Regions from separate parts of the Hordeum vulgare genome. Here region 1 is linked to region 2. The links are chromatin contacts, called in public Hi-C maps. All regions are on one chromosome and are shown on one strand. The core of a region is the stretch at or near the end of the contact, and the rest is flanking DNA. Distances in the headings are between cores, read along the strand shown. Region 1 has its middle 18 kb from the start of LOC123425289. Region 2 holds the start of LOC123425285.

Region 1 (5,626 bases), core at 1,516-4,015, 200 kb after region 2:
CCATGTTCTTCATATAGAGGTCTCATGAGTTGTCATTTTGATATCATAGTGGGAATTTTTTATTATAGAACTTGGTTTGTATATTCCGATGACGGGCTTCCACAAATGCTCGAGGTCTTCATGAGCAAGCAAGTTGGATGCACACCCACTTAGCTTTCATTAAGCTTTCATACACTTATAGATCTAATGCATTCGTTGCATGACAATCCCTACTCCTCACATCGATATTGATTGATGGGTATCTCCATAGCCAAAGTCGGCCCATAGGCCGAGGCAACGGGGCGAGCCGAGGTAGGGGCCCCGTTCCAGATAGTAGTACAATATACGTATTAGGATATTTTCTTCTTTAGGTCAAAAAATAAGAGGGAAAAAGGCCCAAGCCCACCACGTAGATAGCACTTTCAGACCGAAAAAATCAATCGCTGGTTCGCTACGCTGCTACAGCACTCCATCGATCTCCTCCAGTCACCTTGCCTCCTTGGCTCCTCAAAAAAAACTCGCCTCCTCGGCTCCTCCCCTAAATTCTCCAATCGACGCTCCCGTGCACTTCCAAATTCGGGGTGGTGCTCCCGTGCATCCATTAATGAAGACCGATGGTGCTATTCTTTTCCCCAGTCACCTCTCATTACATCCTCAAAGTTCCCCATCAATAGACGTTTGAGACATCACCACATCAGAGATGGTACGTCTCCCTCCTTCGCCTAATCAAGTACTCTTAATTTTTATTTGTGCCCCATATTGTCGTCTCGTCCGAGGGCCCCGAATATGTATAGGCCGGCCCTGTCCATAGCCCGTTGATCCGTTAGTTGACGTGAGACATTCTTTTCCACTTTGACTCCATTTGATCTCTACCACCATATTCTATTCCATCCATATGTCATATCCATGATTCACGCTCATATATTTAGTGAGGCTGAAAATATTAAAGCGTCTTAGAAATACGATTCAATTGTGTGACTTAACACCGAGGTGCTCATGATTTATACTGATGTGGTAAGGACGGAGTCATGCCATTGCTATTATAATAAAATGAATAGGGATAACATTTTTTAAGAATCATATCTATACCTAATAATAAAGCAGCTATTGCTTCCGTCGGAAAACCCACCACGACATTTTTATAAAAAAAAAGCTCCTCTAATTTTTGTTATTCAACCCGCGCTCCATCATTTATCTGCAACGCAAAAAAATCGCTACAAAAATTATACCCGTACGCATCGCCTCCTCCCGTCGACCCTGGGCCACCCTAGCCTGTGCCCAGGCCGCCGCCACATCACTCGCCGCCGCGGCCGACCTCAACCGCCACCGCTGCCGATCTCAACCCACCCGCCTCCGCGGTTGTACCTCTCCCCGCTCACTGCCCCCATTGCGGCGCTCGAGCGCATCGCGTCGACCCTGGTCCACCCTGGCCTGTGCCCAGGCCGTTGCCACACCACTCGCCGCCGCGGCCGACCTCAACCACCACTGTTGTCGATCTCAACCCACCCGCCTCCGCGGTCGTACCTCTGCCCACTTGCTGCCCCCGTTTCGGCGCTCGAGCACAGCTTCTGGATCAAATCAACGTGACAGCTACAACGACTTGGGATGATGTGTCTGCTCGATGCAGAACGGCGGCGGCGCGCGGATAAGGTGCGGCGAAGCGAAGTACTTGCAGGTGGAGGCGGGCCTCCATGGTTCACACGGGAAACTCTGAGGTTATGGTGCGGCAACGACGACTCCTTATGGCCAGATAGAGGCGTCTAACCCTTGCTCCCCTCATCGTATCCCCTCCTCCGGCAGGAACTCATCATCTGGTGAGATCCCCTCCCCATGCCTCCAACCGTGTGCCAAGCACCGGCAAGAAATTTTGTTTTGTGGGAATTTGTTTGCTGATGAATGAATGTATTGAATGAAAGATTGCATTGTTGTAGAGAGAGAGAATGGAACACCACCTTCAGTTTGTCATCTGATCCCACATTCTCTACCCCATGAGTGAAATAAGATAACAGTCCATTGATCAATTCACGTAGCCTCTTTGTTTTGCTTTGCTTGTCCCGCTCAATTTCTCATCATGGTGGAATTAACAATGAACGGGTTGATTTCTAAATAAAATAAGATAGGACTGACTACATTAGTTAGTTAGCTTATTATTTTAATAAATCAAAATGATTATAAAAATATTAAAAACGTGTGGTATTTTTTTCTCCCGTTGCAACGCACGGGCCCTTTTGCTAGTATTTTAAATATGAATGATTATGTTGTTTATGTTTATTGATATTATTATGTTGATATATATTAGTTCATCTTCTCTTAAGATCATACCTAAGAAAGAACGGCGCACAAACATGTGACCGACCGTGGATTCTCTTGCCGTACTTCTCGGTCGGATCCAATACTACTCCTGATGAATCCTGATCGAGCCATGTTAACGTCAGCAAACAGTTGAGCTCCTCATCAAATATATGCATGGCTTGGAGCTGCTTGACTGTTGATCGAGTACTCTCTAACTAGCTGCGACCTGCGAGCCTGCCACACTGTAGTAGTGGACTAGCAGAAACTTTGCCTCTACAGCTGCTAATTCGCTATGCAGCCAAGTCCCATATGCTAATGGCAGCGGGCAGGAAAGAGATGAAGGAATCCAATGCACGCATGATCACCTCTAGGTACCAACAAAACAAGGATGGCTCCAACAATCATGGAGGGTAGCCAACGAGAAGACATGGGAACGGATTGGAGAGCCACTGGACACTCACGCTGCCCTGGCTCCATCTTCACACATCACACCGCACACCTGTCGTCTACCCTAACCCCACGACGACGCGGACGCGGCACGAGCTTGTCAGCGAGGAAGAGAACAAGGGCGGCGCCATTGCGTTCTGGAGGGCACGCGAACCTGATGCGCCTACTATGCTCTCGTGATCACTCATCAGTTGGAGCAAGACAGGAATATCTCTTGGAGTGGAGGCGAACCGACCGAACGATCGAACAAACAAAACGATGCCGCTGCCGCTACCGCATGCGGATGTCTCGAAGGACGAGAGCGACGCAGGGAATATTACGTCCATCCATGATCCATGTGATGGGGGCGAGCCAGCTCAGCTCACAATGCTCCTGGCCTGGCTGCTATGCATCATCCATGAGATGGTATGTATGCATCTGCTGATCTCATATATGACCCTTGATTATCACGAGGAGTGCACGAGAGAGAGTCTAATCTGAGCTGTGAAGAAGTCTAGAGACGTTTTCTGCTTCTTGGTTTCTTCTGAATCCCGGTGTCAAGCAGTGCACCAGACGACAGTGTAGACTAGTAGTAGCAGCATAGCACTGTGCTCAGCGTGTTGCCTGTGAACGTCACTGATGTACACTGCGCTGCAGGTTGTGGCATGCAAGCACCCGGCCTATATGGATCACGAGAGGGGTCTGGCCTGCATGCGATTCTGCCTGGCAGCGTCCTCTTCATTCAGAGACAATTCGCTCGAGTCCAGAGGCCGCGCGGGCAAGCGAGCAGCTTTTGCCAGCTCAGGCAGGTTTGGCAGCGGCGAGACCGATCGATGTTGCTAGTGAGGCGACAAGGATGGTACTCATCCGTGCAACTCTCCACTGGCTTCTCTGCTGGATTTGACACGCGGTTGGAATCGACGATCACGTACCAAATGGTCTGCCCGCCGAGGAATCTGGTAAAGGCCGCGCACCCAATCCTTGATCGACACCCCATCCGTGATAGGTAGATCTAATCACGTAGGAGTTCTCGGTGAACTGCTGCTGCCTCAGAAATTAGTATAGCTAATAGAGAATTAGAGATAGGGTAAAGACATGCACGGTCGATCCTGTCCATGGCGCCGGCATGGAAAAAATTCACCGCCCCTCCTGCAAGAAGATTGCGATTTGCTTCATAGTGTGAATCTGATGTGGTACTGGTACAGGACTCAGACTGCATGCAATGTGTGTCCTCGGACAACATTAACTGCAGTGCTCTACTGTGCAGAATTCAGAGTTAGCTAACTCACTGCTTCAGGTCGCCTATTGGAAGCCCGTGCAGAAGAACCAGCGCCCACAAGCCCTGCAAAATGGGCCGGCCCAGTTTCAGGATGGAACTTTTTATAGAATAACCCAAAAAAAAGTGAACACAAAAAAGTTACCAAAAGCGAAAAATTGTTCACAAATTTTTAAAGAAAATTTCACAAATTTAAAAAAATTCACTGTCATCTAAAGAAAGTCAAAAAAATTAAAAATTTTACGGATTTTGAAAACTAGTTCATGAATTTTAAAAAAGTTTTTATAAGTTTATTGAACTGAAAATAGAGTTCACAAATCTTTAAAAAGTTCATCATTTTTTAAAAAATTTCATCCACTTAATAATAAAGTTCATCAAATTTCAAAAAAAACATCAAAATTTGCAAAATGATAATCGATATTCAAAATATTTCATGGAATTTTAATAAAAAATCCATAAAATTTTGAAAAGTGTTCATTGATATGGAAAAATGTTTTTTGTTTCAAAAAGGTTAAACAAAAATTATCTAAAAATAAAATGAAAATGAAAAAGTAATAAAAAGAGTAAAGAAAAGAAACAAAAATAGAAGAAAAATAAGGCCTGAAAAAACCATCTAGGAAGCTTCCGGAAACCTCACAAAACCAGAAAAACCTTCCTCCCGCTGGGCCCGCCCATGAACGAACCCACCAGGTGCGGCTTAAGAAAAATGCACTTTAACCGGCGCCTGCAGCACCAAATAAGATTTGCTCCAAAACCTGAAGAGAAAATAGAGGAAGCTCTGCCTAAAGCAGGATCGAACGGGCCGGCCCACTCAGCCCCCGAGAATTGTTTTTTTTTTCTCTCCAGGTTTTTAGTTGGTTTTTTACCCAGGAAACCGGCTGTTCTTTCTTAGGAGCTACACCCTCGTTCCTAAATATAGGTTTTTATAGAGATTTCATTACAGACTACATACGGAACAAACCGAGTAATTCTATATAATAAAATATGTCTATATACATCCGTATATAGTCTGTAGTGTAATTTTTCAAAAGCCTTATATTTACGAACGGATCGAGTAGATAACTAAAAACTTACAAAAGATGTAAACTTATAATTTATAAAACAGCTCGTTATATTTTTAAGAAAATCACTGCATATCCTGTATATTAATAACATGTTCATTGTGTATTAAGAATTGTCATGCAATTTAAAAGGTTCATTCTATATTAAAAAATGTTCAGTGTATTGTATATTAAAAAAAGTTAAGCATATTCGAAAAACGATCAGTGTATAATATAAAAATAGCCAACATATACTAACAAATGTAGTTTGTATTTCAAAAATATTCAGTACATATTACAAAACTATAGAAGCAAAAATAGAAAATAAACAGAAAAAATGAAGAACAGCCGAACTTGAAAAGTTGAAAAAAATAGAAAATAAAAATAGAAAACCGAACAAAAAAGAGCATGTGCGTTGCAAAGGGAGATTAAAAAAATATCACACACCCCTAATCACCATCAACTTGAATCATATGTTAGATGTCAAAAACCACCAGATTTTCAATACAATAACAAATGAATCCTTTCCAAGTAGTATCATTTATATTTTGCAACACAATCCCACAAAAAGAAAAGGCCGCCACCAATAGATTTATATTTGTATGAGGCACAT
Region 2 (5,206 bases), core at 1,040-3,539:
AAAAAAACAGTGCTCCGATAGAAGCTGTAAAATACAACGCGCATAAAAAATGCAGAAGCTGTGTATTAGGGGCGTCTAATTATACGTGCTGGTCGCTGCAGGTGGGGCCGTCGAATTGGGCATCATGTTTTGTGACGTCTGTTGAAGCAAACACCCTCCAACACACTGAAAAACATTATTTTAACATTGTATAATTTTTTTAGCGTGCCAGTTGGAGATGCTGGACCTATTTAGAAAAAACTAAAAGCAAAATATAGCGAAGAAGAGACGAAGGACTGCGCATTTCATGCATGCAAGACAAAATGTCAGATTTTACATGGATACTGCCCAAACGCATTTATGCATGCGAGTACTTTGCTCGCTCGCGCAGGCACATAGAACAAGCCCAGGACAGCCCGCGCTCACGAGATGTTTGTCAAAATTCCATGCGGCCAAAACGTAACCGCAGCGGCGCGTACGTCCACGGCAGGCCGGGGCGGTGGCGCATGCGCATACCGTCGGTCTCACTCTCACGTGGGCCGGCCTCCAGCCGAGGCCGAGGCCGAGGCCGAGCTCCCCAGTAAAATAGATAGGGGAGTGCGGGCGCGGAATGTCGCTGCCACCGGGGACAGAGCGAACGGAAACATGCCTCCAAAACACCGCAGGGCTGATGGGATGCCACGGGCATGGAATGTAGTTTCCCGTGCTGGTTTCTGGCCGCTCTGCTCATGGGCCACGGCAGCCGCATGCAGCGCCCAGAGCAGGGTCACATTCCCCTCCCACCCGGGTTTCCGGCGAGCGGCGTGCCTTCATAGGATCCGCGTGCAAGGGAATCCGCCGTCCGTCCTCGATAGCGCGTGTCAGCCAGTGCGCATGCATGCATGTGATCCGCGGAGCTAGGGCGCTGGATTGGGAGTACGCCGGGGCAGAGGCCGCATGCATGCATGGTTCCGGGCGGGCGGCCAATGGCGGAGCGCCCTGGCGGTCACGAGAGCGCGCGCGTGCATGGACGGGCGCGCGCGGGCGTACGGCGAGCTCTGCTCCCCCCCGCCCCGCGCCCATGGCGTAGGCATGCGTCGACACGGTCATGTGACCGAGGTCCAAGTACACGCCTAGCTGTGACCGCTGAGGCCGATCGATCGATGGACGCCTCCCACTGGGGATTGGACGGGGGCGCACGCTTATCGATCGATCGGTCGAACTGACCACGTCCGGACACCAGCTCATCCATATAGAGGAGCATATAGAGGCAAGATGGTTATTACCGGACACGGTGCCACCTTTGGCAGGAGCCCGTGATCTCAACATCTGGTCGAAAACAAAGCCAGACAGCCTGATTCAAATACAAATGTGCGTCTAGTTTTTCTTTTCCCCAACCGGGCATCCCTCTTTCAATTAATTTCTTATAATAGAAATACAAAGTTCAGCGGCCTCATACAAGCATGGAGAAGGAGAAGGGAAAGAAGGAAAGCGAGTTGGCAACTCATCGCCATAAAACCCATTGCAAATGCTCGTCTTGAAACATTCGCTACGGGGCGAAAACCTGACAACACAGTTGTTGCGTACTTGTAAGTTGGGTCTGTTCATACGTCAAAGACCGCCCTCTAATAAGTACTACCTCCGTCCAAGTGTATAGGACATGCGCGTAGTTCTAGGTTATCAATTTAACTAGCTAAATATATATTATATGTGATAAAAATTATATATTCAGAAACTACATCTTCACATGAATATAATGATATATTATTTGTTACATATAATACATATTTAAATAGTAAATTAATGACCTAGAACTACGCGCATGCCCTATACACTTGGACGGAGGGAGTAGTCTCTCTGTACCAAAATAGTTATAGTATAATATAATTATTTAAGAAAGGGGGAGTATTAATTAGGTTTTAATTTGGGGCTCAACAAACACCAATCCTATGCAATGCATGCCGTTGTCAGCTGGTCATTGATCAATTCCCTACGGAGACCGCGGCCGTACGTACTAGGTCAATAAATCTCGGTCCTCCACCACCAGTCCAAGACCACGACCCAGTCAATCAGTACCAAGAACAAGAAGACGCGTACGTACGTCCCTCTCGGATTAAAGAAACCACAACGCATCCCGATCGATCGGCGTTCGACACCGCATGCAAGCCCCGGCCGATCTTCCCCCGGATACACGGATGGAATTCCGGCCGATCGAGAGCTCTCCCTCGTCCTTGGTACGCGCTCATCCCACACCACCATAGGTCGCTGCTCCTTCGATCGATCGTTGCCCGCGCGCCGCTCCGCGCCGCGCCGACGACCTGATGGCATGGCATGCGGCGCGCGCGGCCGGAGGCCGGGGAGCTCAACCCTACACGCCACCGAACGTGCGCGCGCCATCCCGACGTAAATAAGACGCGCGCATGTGTGTCTCCAGTGAAGAATGATGAGTTGGAGCCGGAGCCGGAGCCGTCGACCAGACTGTACGCGTGGGTGCGGGTGCGGGTGCGGGTGCGTGGGTGTACGTATGCGCGGCGTACGTACATGCCATGTTAGTGGTGGCGCCCGCGCGGCGAATGAGCCACGCGACCCGTGCGTCGACGAGGGGAAAGGGCCGCGCGGCCCGTGCCACGCATGCCGCCATGGACGGGCCAGCAAGCCTACAACGTACGTACAGTACACGGGGGCATATTCCAACCTTTCCAACTTGTCCACTTTCGGTTTTACTTTAATTCCCTTTCCGAAATGGGGGCTGGCGCTTCCCCAAAATGTTTTCGACTAGATTAATGCATGCGCATCGCTCTCCCGGCCCGACTGCCCAAAGAAGAGAGGAGGGGTTCAAACCAGCCTCCACCAAGGTTTCCCCTTCCCGTACGTCTTGGGGGAAAAGCACCGTCGGGCACCAAAAGGACCTGCATATGAAATGTGAAATCTGTTGAATTCATCGCGGATACAATGTACCCGAGTCTATGTGTCATTTCTCTTAATTACTGAGAGATATTGGAACCCGACTAAGAGAGTCATAGCAGAAGAATAAACCTATTGTTTTAAGAGGACAAAATCTCCACCATTATTTTTGTTGCACCTTAATTAACCCTTGGATGCATTCGAGTGGATAGCTAGTGGGGCGGTTTCACTACAACCCTTCATGAATAAAACCTAGTTTTGAAACTTACTTTTTAGTTTTAGTGCTGCATGATTCCAGTGTTTTAGAAGATGCTGTGTTTGTATGTATTATCTATCTTTCTTTTTTCATATGATTAACTCATTGGCTCTGTTCCATCATCAGAAGATAACAAAAGAACATCATCATCCAGTGCATGCAAAAGGAAAACAAGTCTTTAACAAACTAGGTGCCACCTAATGCTAACGCGTACTTAACAGTAGATGTTTATGGAAATAAAGAGGCAGCAAAAGCTGATTACATACAACACCCCAGGGCTACACCACCCTTCATCCAAACCGGGGCCAAAATAACAATTGAATAGCTAGATTACCATAACAAAAAGGCTATTAGAGGGGCATCAGGTCAACTAACATTCTATTTAACATGGCGAGTGATAGGAACTTCAATCCTTAGTATCCCATCGTCGGGTTGACCAAGAAAGTGGCCCTCTACTTGAAAATTCTGCAAAACACTACCCCCAAGGAACAAGCACCTCCCACAGTACCGCTCCTTCTCAGAGTGTAAACTTAGAGCATCTATGGAAGATCCCCTAAAACTGAAATTTGAGGAGTAAAAGCGACATTTAGGTCAAAGAGGGCCCAAGCAGAAGACCCCCTAAACTAGAAATTTACAAAATTTGAGTTTCGACCCCCCAAACTTGCCCCCTCCCACAAATTTAGTATGCAAATGCTCGGTGGACCAAACCTCAAGCACCTCTCCCTATCACCCTGGCGTTACCTGCCTACCCCGCTGCCGTCGGACGTCCCTTCCTCGATGACCTGCAAAATAGGTAGGTTGTCCCTTTGGACACCAACACTAGCGCCGGAGACCCACCAATAACCACAAATTCAGCGGCACAACCACCGAAAAGGCGGTGTCAGGGGACGAAGCTCACCAATAGGAAAGCATCGACGACGCTCGTAGGCAAAACCCTCCGACACTACCAATGTACCGACCAGGCGACGCTCATAGGAATCATCGACCAACGGAAAAGGCAGTGGTAGACACAACAACACTGGCAGAGAAAAATAAGAATGTTGCTACCTTTTCACTTCCCCCTTGACTTGCACGGCTCCGTCAAGTGTTACATCGCCTCCTGCTACCACACATGCAACCCCTCTGTAGCTGGTGGTCGAGGACAGGATGGATTCAGAAGCTGCAAGAAGCGGCGGTGGCATGCTCAATGAAATGCCTCAAATGTTTTTTTTTCCTCTTTTCGATTTATTGTTTGCATTTTCTTAGTATATGGGTGCGTTGTTTGATATTGATTGCTAGGTTCTTGCTTTAGTATTGTAATGAGCAAATGAATAATGATGCCGAAGCTTTCATGAATGAATTGAATTCAAGCCACACATTTGGGCTCGATGACATTGGGAATGAGAATGAATATGCCCTATAACCAATTGATGGAACAGGATGATAAGGTCGAGGAGATCAATGAGAGTCAAGCGAAGAGGAATCAGAGGACGGGTAACTACAAGATCTCTATGTTTGTGATGTGATGCATTTAAATTCTCTATGTTTGTGTTGAAACGATCAATTTGTTACAATGGTGTGAGCAATAGATTTCATAGTTTGTGAAATAAAAAATTATAGGATAGGGGATTTGCTAGCCGGGGAATACTAATTTCCATAAAAACAAATAGTAGATAGTAAGCTGCTTTCGTAGTTTTAGTATAAATGATCGGCTAGAGATGCTCTTAAACAGTACTGGATAAAGGCAGATGCATAAGAACATCTTCAACAGCTACGTTAAAAAAACAGTTTTTTTGCATGTGTAGCCGTTTTGGGCAATGTGAAAAAAATGCGCGCGCGACATAAATGGCTGAGCTCACAGGGTGAAACGGTATCACGCGCCGCTTATTTCAAGCGCGCACTACCGCGTTCTGGACATCGACGACTCATGGGCGACTTCCACCCACCACTAAATCCAGGCGCTGGCGCCGCCGCCCGCGCCACCCCGTTTGCTCTGTCGACCTGAAGGCGCTTCCCCGACATATCCCCGCGCCGCCGCTGCTTCCTTCGTCTCTCTCTACCCGTGGCCGCCCCTCGCGCACTCCATTCCTCCGATGAACAACGTTCAGC

What was found. A called contact is a pair of places that touch in the nucleus more often than the background predicts.
Region 1: a Hi-C map of seedling shows a contact between it and region 2, with 3 times the contacts expected there. The contact joins the enhancer-like site here to the promoter of LOC123425285 in region 2. A contact is called at or near these places in 2 of 6 Hi-C or Micro-C datasets (leaf and seedling).

What each region holds. Positions count from the first base shown.
Region 1 is chr2H:41,977,051-41,982,676 of MorexV3_pseudomolecules_assembly, forward strand. No RefSeq gene overlaps it. Among protein-coding and RNA genes, the nearest start is that of LOC123425289, 18 kb to the right of the region's middle. Within about 2 kb of position 2,766, at least 2 of the 3 cell types and tissues checked have open chromatin away from gene starts, as enhancers often do. A contact at or near this core is called in seedling, where this site is marked.
Region 2 is chr2H:41,778,065-41,783,270 of MorexV3_pseudomolecules_assembly, forward strand. LOC123425285 reads left to right here and starts at 2,290. Exons shown (of 6, transcript XM_045108966.1): 1 at 2,290-2,466; 2 at 4,537-4,610. The coding sequence starts at 2,290.